Regions from separate parts of the Mus musculus genome. Here region 2 is linked to region 1. Evidence: chromatin contacts called from public Hi-C data. All regions are on one chromosome and are shown on one strand. Each heading gives the region's core, a stretch centred on a gene start, on an enhancer-like site or on the middle of the called end of the contact. The rest is flanking DNA. Distances are from core to core; before and after follow the strand shown.

Evidence for each region. Hi-C and Micro-C count contacts between places; a contact is called where the count stands out from the background.
Region 2: a Hi-C map of the N1E-115 cell line shows a contact between it and region 1, with 2.8 times the contacts expected there. The contact joins two enhancer-like sites. A contact is called at or near these places in 11 of 484 Hi-C or Micro-C datasets (the G1E-ER4 cell line, the N1E-115 cell line, brown adipocytes and 6 more) and 1 of 115 datasets of contacts at active chromatin or transcription factors (embryonic stem cells).

What each region holds. Positions count from the first base shown.
Region 1 is chr8:26,203,464-26,207,045 of GRCm38.p6, reverse strand. No RefSeq gene overlaps it. Among named protein-coding and RNA genes, the nearest start is that of Thap1, 47 kb to the right of the region's middle. Within about 2 kb of position 1,570, at least 10 of the 459 cell types and tissues checked have an H3K27ac peak or open chromatin away from gene starts, as enhancers often do. A contact at or near this core is called in the N1E-115 cell line, where this site is marked.
Region 2 is chr8:26,328,458-26,332,174 of GRCm38.p6, reverse strand. No RefSeq gene overlaps it. Among named protein-coding and RNA genes, the nearest start is that of Gm31784, 18 kb to the right of the region's middle. Within about 2 kb of position 2,189, at least 7 of the 459 cell types and tissues checked have an H3K27ac peak or open chromatin away from gene starts, as enhancers often do. A contact at or near this core is called in the N1E-115 cell line, where this site is marked.

The sequences.
Region 1 (3,582 bases), core at 321-2,820:
CTAAGTTCAAGGCCAGCATAGTCTGCATAAGTGAGTTCCGGGGCAGCCAGAGCTACAAAGAGAAATCCTGTCTTAAGGGAGCAACTGGCATTTAAACTGCATTAGGCATCTGTTGGTTCGGTGGAGATGAATACAGCCATAGAAAAATTTTATTAATTTAATAAAATACTTTTGTTAATTCTTTGTATTTTAATCATATTCATTCCCCATTACTTCTCGTAACTCCTTCCAGATCCATTTTGACTTCCTCAGCCCCTCCCAACTTTATGTTATCATCATCATCATCATGGCCGGTCAAGTCCAATTTGGGATGCCCATATTCACGTCTGTGAGACCATCCACAGAGCATGGTCAAATACTAAGAGCCACACCCTTGAAGAAAACTGATTCTACCTCCCCTAGGAGCCATCAACTGCCAGTCACCCCCCAGTTAGGAGTTGGGGGGGGGTCTCATTCTGACATGGGACTCCAGGCTAGAGTGTCGACTGGCCTGATCATGTACTAGTCTTGTGCAGGCAGCCACAGCTGCTGTGAGCTATGAGTACAAGGGTCCTGCCATGTCCAGGAGACACTATTTCACTCCAGTCCTCCCTGACTGACCTCTGGCTCCTGTAAGCTTTCTGCCCCCTTCTTCCATGATGGTCCCTGAGCCTTCGGAATGGGGGACAATTAGGTGTCCCGTTTGTCACTAAGACACTTTTCTTCTACCCCCCCCCTTGTCTTGGTCGAAGCCCAAACAGGTAGAGCACTAATCAGGGGTCCCACCAGCTAAGGGAGATGGCCTGAACCCTGGCAAAAGAGATCCCTTTCCTCAAAGCCGCTTCCCACATCATTCCTCTCCTTCCAGCTCCAGAACACACAGCCCTGCTCTTGCCCTTCATACCAATAACCCGAGAGTGGGAATTATGCAGAGAGCTCATGTTCGACACCCCATCTGTTCATTCCTGACAGCAATATATAATGTAAAGCTATAAAAACTTGAAAAATAATGCAACATAAAAAGGGATTGACTCAGCTCCAAGAGGCCATAAATGGTAACAAATACCACTGGATGATTTATTCCGCGCTGCAATCTTTACAGTAAGTCATCTTTCAGACATTTCCTCGTGACAGGATTTAATAATATTAATGCCCAGAGCAATCCAAATCATCGCCAATAGACATATTTATCAAGCTGCCAATCCGAGTAAATGAAATTCTATAAGCAATAATGTAACATGTTTAAAGGAAGCTAATAAAACAAGTCAGGAGAGAAATATTACTTCAAAAGTATTCTCTCCCTCTAATCCAGGGCTGCATGTTTTACAGCCAAAATGCAAATCTCTCCATACTTGATTTATTGCTCCAAAAATACCAATGACCTTTCCCTAGGCTTCTGTATATTCACTCTTACGCGTTCATAAAGCCCACAGTGCATCCTGCCAGAGTCACTGAACACTGCGGTGTGAGCACGTATTGTTATGTTTGCCTTGCTTTGCTTTGCTTTGCTTTCACACAGGTATGTGGTTGTTTGCCACACTGAACGACATCTCCGTTTCCAAGACATGTTAAAATGCACCAAATACTTGAGCCATAAACCAGTCTTTACAGTGCCTGTCCTGTATGGGCCTCTTCCAGAAGAGCCGCGGCTTAGGTGGAGCCAGGATGATTTATCGGTTGCCAGATAAATTTCACCTGAGAGCGAGCCAATCTAAGCTTTTCCTCAATCCGGCTTGCCTTAATTTCTAATCGCCCAAATGTGGCTCGAGCTTTGCGTCATGCTGAAAGCCTTCCTTGTTAATTTTACCACCTGACTCAATCCTCGAGCAACTTTTTTTAATTAACAAATCCATGCCAATGCAATGAGCACCAAGGCTCTCATCAAATATCGCATGGAAACATGTCCGGTAGTAATTTATCTGATCCATTCTACAATTACCTGGTGACTCATGCTTCTTGCAGATCACATAGAAACCATCCCCTATACAGCCACCAAACCCAGACATTATTGTGGATGCCAGGAAGTGCATGCTGATGGAAGCCTGATGTGGCTGTCTCCTGAGAGGCTCTGCCAGAGCCTGGCAAATACAGAGGCGGATGCTTGCAGCCAACCATTGGACTGAGCAAGGGGTTCCTGATGGAGGAGCTGGAGAAGGGATGGAAGGAGTTGAAGGGAGTTGCAGACCCATGGGGGTTGGAACAGTATCAACAGGCCAGACCCTGGAGCTGGACCACCAACCAAAGAGTACACATGGAGGGACCCATGGCTCCAGCCGGGTATGTGGCAAAGGATGGCCTTGCTGGACATCAGGGGAAGGAGTGGCCCTTGACCCTGTGGGGGTTCGTTGCCCCAGTATCAGAGAATGCCAGGACGAGAAGGTAGGAGTGGGTGGGTGGGTGGGGGAGCAACCTCATAGAGGCAGAGGGCTGGGTTAGGGGGTTTCCTGGAGAGGAACATTTGATAACATTTGAAATAAAAATAAAGAAAATATCCAATTAAAAAATACCTCATAAAAGGCACGTTTTGTTTTAAAGGAGTAAATGTTTTGTACGTGTTTCTGGATGTTACTAAAACACTAGGCTAGTCCTTTTCTTTTTTTTTTCTTTTCTTTTCTTTCCTTTTATTTCCTTTTTGAAACAGGGTCTCATATATCCGCTCCAGGTCTGACTTCGGCTGTTAGTAGCCCACAGACCATGTTTGGTTCCCTGAGGTTTCATGGTTTTGTTTTACCCTCATTCTCCCTTTGTCACGGTGTTTCTGAGTACAGCTAGTAGAGCTAGGTTGGTGTGTTGGTCAGGTTCTCTAAAGAATGAAATTGATTTTTTTTTAAATAAGGTAGATGGGTAGATAGATGCATTAAAAATGACCCATTAAATCATCTTACACAATTTAGTCAAAGTAGTCCAAACAACAGCTGTCTCACACCTGAGAGACCAAGAACCCAGCTGTCGCTGAGTCCGTGAGGCTCCGGGTCTCAACAGTCCCTATCTGGCTCCAAGGGCCTGGAAATTTCCCGGAGAGTCACTGGTCCAGGTCCATGTTGGAAACCTAGAAACCCTGATTCTAGTATCGGAGAAGAAATCAGAAGCAGCACCAACACAGTAATCTAACACAGCGGTGAGAAGGACCTCCGCCGAGGGTGAATAATCTTCCTTCTTCCGTGTCCTGTTGTATTTGGGCTCTTTCCATAAGACACCACTCACAGCGGGGCAGTGGTAGCACAGGCACCAGCCCTTGGGAGGCAGTGGCAGGCAGATTTCTGAGTTCGAAGCCAGCCTGGTCTACAGAGTGAGTTCCAGGACAGCCAGGGCTACACAGAGAAACCCTGTCGAGAGAGAGAGAGAGAGAGAGAGAGAGGGGGGGGGGGGGGAGAGGGAGAGGGAGAGGGAGAGAGAGAGAGAGAGAGAGAGAGAGAGAGAGAGAGAGAGAGAGAGAGAGAGACTCAACCCCCACTACCTGAGGATTGTCATGTAATCCTTGGCGGAAATTACAGGTTCAACTTCCTGGAACGCCTCTCCATGCAAATGGGGTATCCCCAGAACCTTAAACTTCAGCCAATGAAACTTCACCCTAAGAAGAACCCCTCCCACTTTCCGGGGTTT
Region 2 (3,717 bases), core at 940-3,439, 120 kb before region 1:
TTACATTTCCTATTTGTACCTGGTATTTCACTTCCTGCTTTCATCTGCCCAACGCACTGTGCTGATATCACCCCAAAATCTGCCCATACCAGACCCAGACACTCTAAGTTGTAAATAAACAAGTGATCTTCAAAGGCATGAGAGTGTCCGTCAATCATCCTCCCCACCACCACCATAGCTACGTGTCTCGGGATCGTTCGGGGAGTCTTTCTGTGTAGACAGAGCTCTGGAAATACTGGGATATTAATCCTGTGTCTCACGGGAGGCTGGCAGTTATCATTTGCTATGGAGCTGCTCTTTGTTCTACGATCCTGCAGAATCACCTATAGCTCAAAGTGCATCTATGCTCCAGCAAGGCCAAAAGCAATGTTCGCAACAATTTCTAGATAAGTGGCAAGACGGAAGATCCATCTCTCTGGAAACCATCTTGACAATTTCACGTCATTCCCTGAGCTCAGAGGGAAGATAACCTGTTTGCTCTTTCTCTCGTTTTCTTTTTTCTTTTTTTTTTTTTAATGTGTTCAATGAAAACCAGGACATCACTTACGCCTATTTCCTCAAGAGAACGGGAGTCAGCTCACTTCCAGTTTCAAGCCCCACCCTTTTCTCCAGTCATGCACATATTTAGACTTTTTATTCCTTTATTAACATAGGGAACATGAAGCCCATTATGACATTTAGCAGACATAATTTTAGGCAAGTACAGCTTCTTATCAAATAAGCTAGCAATAAGAATTTGATGAACAGTGTTCTCCAATATAACTTCCACCACTAATTTAATGAGAACTATCAAATGAATTTTTTTATTCTGATATCACCCATGAGACAAATGAGACTTCGCAGGCCTATTTTTAACAAATGAATTATTGACTTAAACTGGCACAATTAATCACAATATAATGGGCTGAGGGGATGTTAGAGGCCCATTCATCACAACCGATGATGAGTACTGAGTCTTCCGAGAAATGAAACTCTTTAATCACGCCGAGATTAACAGTTACATGCTTTCAAATTTCAATCATTGGAAGAAGCTGGCGGGGTGTTAGGAGAAGCCGGCGCTAGAAGAGAAGATGAAAGGGGAGTGTGTGGTCTGCTTTCTATACTTAGCCATCCAGCCCTTGCCTCGCTCATCATCAGCCATGATAAAAACGTGAGCCGTCAGAAAGGCAGGGTGGAAATGTCTGAGAATCAGGCTGGCAATTAAAATCCTTAAAATCTAGGCTTATCTCTTTGATTGAAAGTCCGTGGGACCTCCAAAGGTTGTCTGACTTCTCCAAATTTCATCTAGAAGATGGCTGCGATGCAGTGTCATAAAATAAACTTCTTGTCAAAATGAAAGGAGACGGAAGTGGGTCCTCCTGTTTTGGAAAAAATAGCAGGGCTCTTTTTCAAGAGATCCTTGTGCCTCTGCAGAAGTTTGCTGTCACCCCAACTGATACCTATCAGGCACTTTGGACTAATTGGGGGGAAAAGATATGTAATAAAATGTGAAAGACAAATAAGGAACTAGGAAGATGTTCTATTTGCTAATTAAACTAATATGCTGGTGTCTGTCTTAAGCCCCGGTGACAGATGAATGAGACAGAATTCTGCCTCTAAGGCATTTGGGAACATATTAGGGACACGAGCAGAGCAGCGATATCATTCGAACAAAGAAAGAAGTAAAAAGCTACTGTGGATGGTTGGGTGTTATATTTTTTTTTCTCTCCCAGTCAGATCAGTAAGAGTGCGTAGGGGAAAGACACCCGATACAGAAGACCTGAGCTATGCGCCCCTGTCCCGTATGGTCACTGAGACGATTTGTGTGTTCTCGCCTCTGAGACTCCTCTGCGAAGAGTTAAGTGCCTCTGTACCTCACTGCCGATGAAAGGGTTTGATAAGAACTGTTTGCACCGTGCTGACTGAGGCATAATATTGACATCGTCCCCATTAAAATACAGCTCCGTGTTTAATTGGAGTTGGAAGACAAGTCTGTAAGGATAACGTCATACTGACAAGGGGTGATGCTGCCCTGCCTTTCTCATCATTTTCCTTAAGAGTTTGGACCTCCTCCCCCCATCTGAGTTAGTCATTGAAAAGCGGTCTTTTTACAGGAAATTCAGAAGACCAGAGATTTCCAGATGGCTTTCGACTCCTCCCATTTCACATTTAGCCCCTCCTATCCACTTCCTGCCTCCGTCCAACTCTGCAGCGAGGCTCGTGGCTACGAGTACGGGCATCTTTCATGTGTTCTCCTCGTGACCTCACAGAGTGACATCCTAAGTCTTCCAGGGCCACAGTCCCCAGCTCCCCCTCAATGGAGGAATGTCTGATGTTTATGATAAAGCCATTGTCAGAACTCACCGTTATTCCATCTGATTGAACTTCTGGTCGGCACAGACAACGGGGCTTAGAAAAATGGGAATGAAACGGGAAGAAATGGAATGAACAGAGTTGGAAGGGTGGCAGAAGCCTCCACACACACTTCTACATCTGTTATAGAGCAAATAGAAAAATAAACCAATTATGAAAATCCCGAATAATATAATTAATAAAGCTCTATGTGTAGATGTGTAGATATTGATCCTTTTATTCTAGAGAGAATATTCTTTATTTTCACCATCGATAAAACATTTATGAAATATTGATCTGCATGATGTCCCAAAGATAAATTTAAAAATAATTTTTTAAAAGCATGAAGCTGGATCAATGGATAAGCCTTGAGTATTTGTAATAGATGTCGCAAGCTCATGCTACTGTACACCAGAGAAGATAGAAAAGACAGAAAATAGCATGGCAATAAGTACTTGTTTAACACTATGACCTGGGTATGGTAGGTCTTAGAAAGATAAATATGTCGTGACCATATTTATCCTGGTGCTTGCTTTCTAACACGGGGACCAGGAAGGCATCAATGCAGGCTGCAAAGCCTGGAGGTAGCTTAGAGCTAAAGTCAAGCATTGCCTCTCCCAGGGGCAGTGCAAACAGGGCAGAATGGCTTGAAGAGAGTCTTTTCCTATGAAGGAACTGAAAAGTGAGAAACCTAAAAGCATGGGAATTGTGTCCAGCTCAAAATGGGAGCCGCTTGTGGCTTTGAGACGTTTAGGAACATCTAGGGCAGACTGGAGTGGGTAGCAGGACTGGGAATACATTAGAACATGAGGTTTCACTACAGAGAACAGTAGAGTCTGTGTTAGCAACAGCAGAGGCAGAATAGCCCAATATGCAAGCACCATCCCCAAACCTCTTTGCAATGGGGAAGGAATCCAAGGAACGGCAATTTAAAACCCAGATGACGGCAGGAAGTCTCGTCATTGACAGAAATGGGTTAGGCTGTGTTTTATAGTTTCTAAAGTACAATATTCAACTTTCAAGCAAGATGGGAATTTAAACACAAGCATATAACCTCTAGAAAAAACCAGCTCAGGCAGAGGACTCTTGCCTCCAGTGCACGAGGACCTGATTCCATCTCCGGCCCAGCAGCACAATAACTGAATAAAATATATTAGAATAAAACAACAGTGACTCAGAAAGAAATGGGGTCAGGTATGTAACCTCACATAAAGAAAAGCATATATGCCGGGGCCTAGCAAACACAGAAGTGGATGCTCACAGTCAGCTAATGGATGGATCACAGGGCTCCCAATGGAGGAGCTAGAGAAAGTACCCAAGGAGCTAAAGGGATCTGCAACCCTATAGGTGGAACAACATTATGAACTAACCAGTACCCCGGAGCTC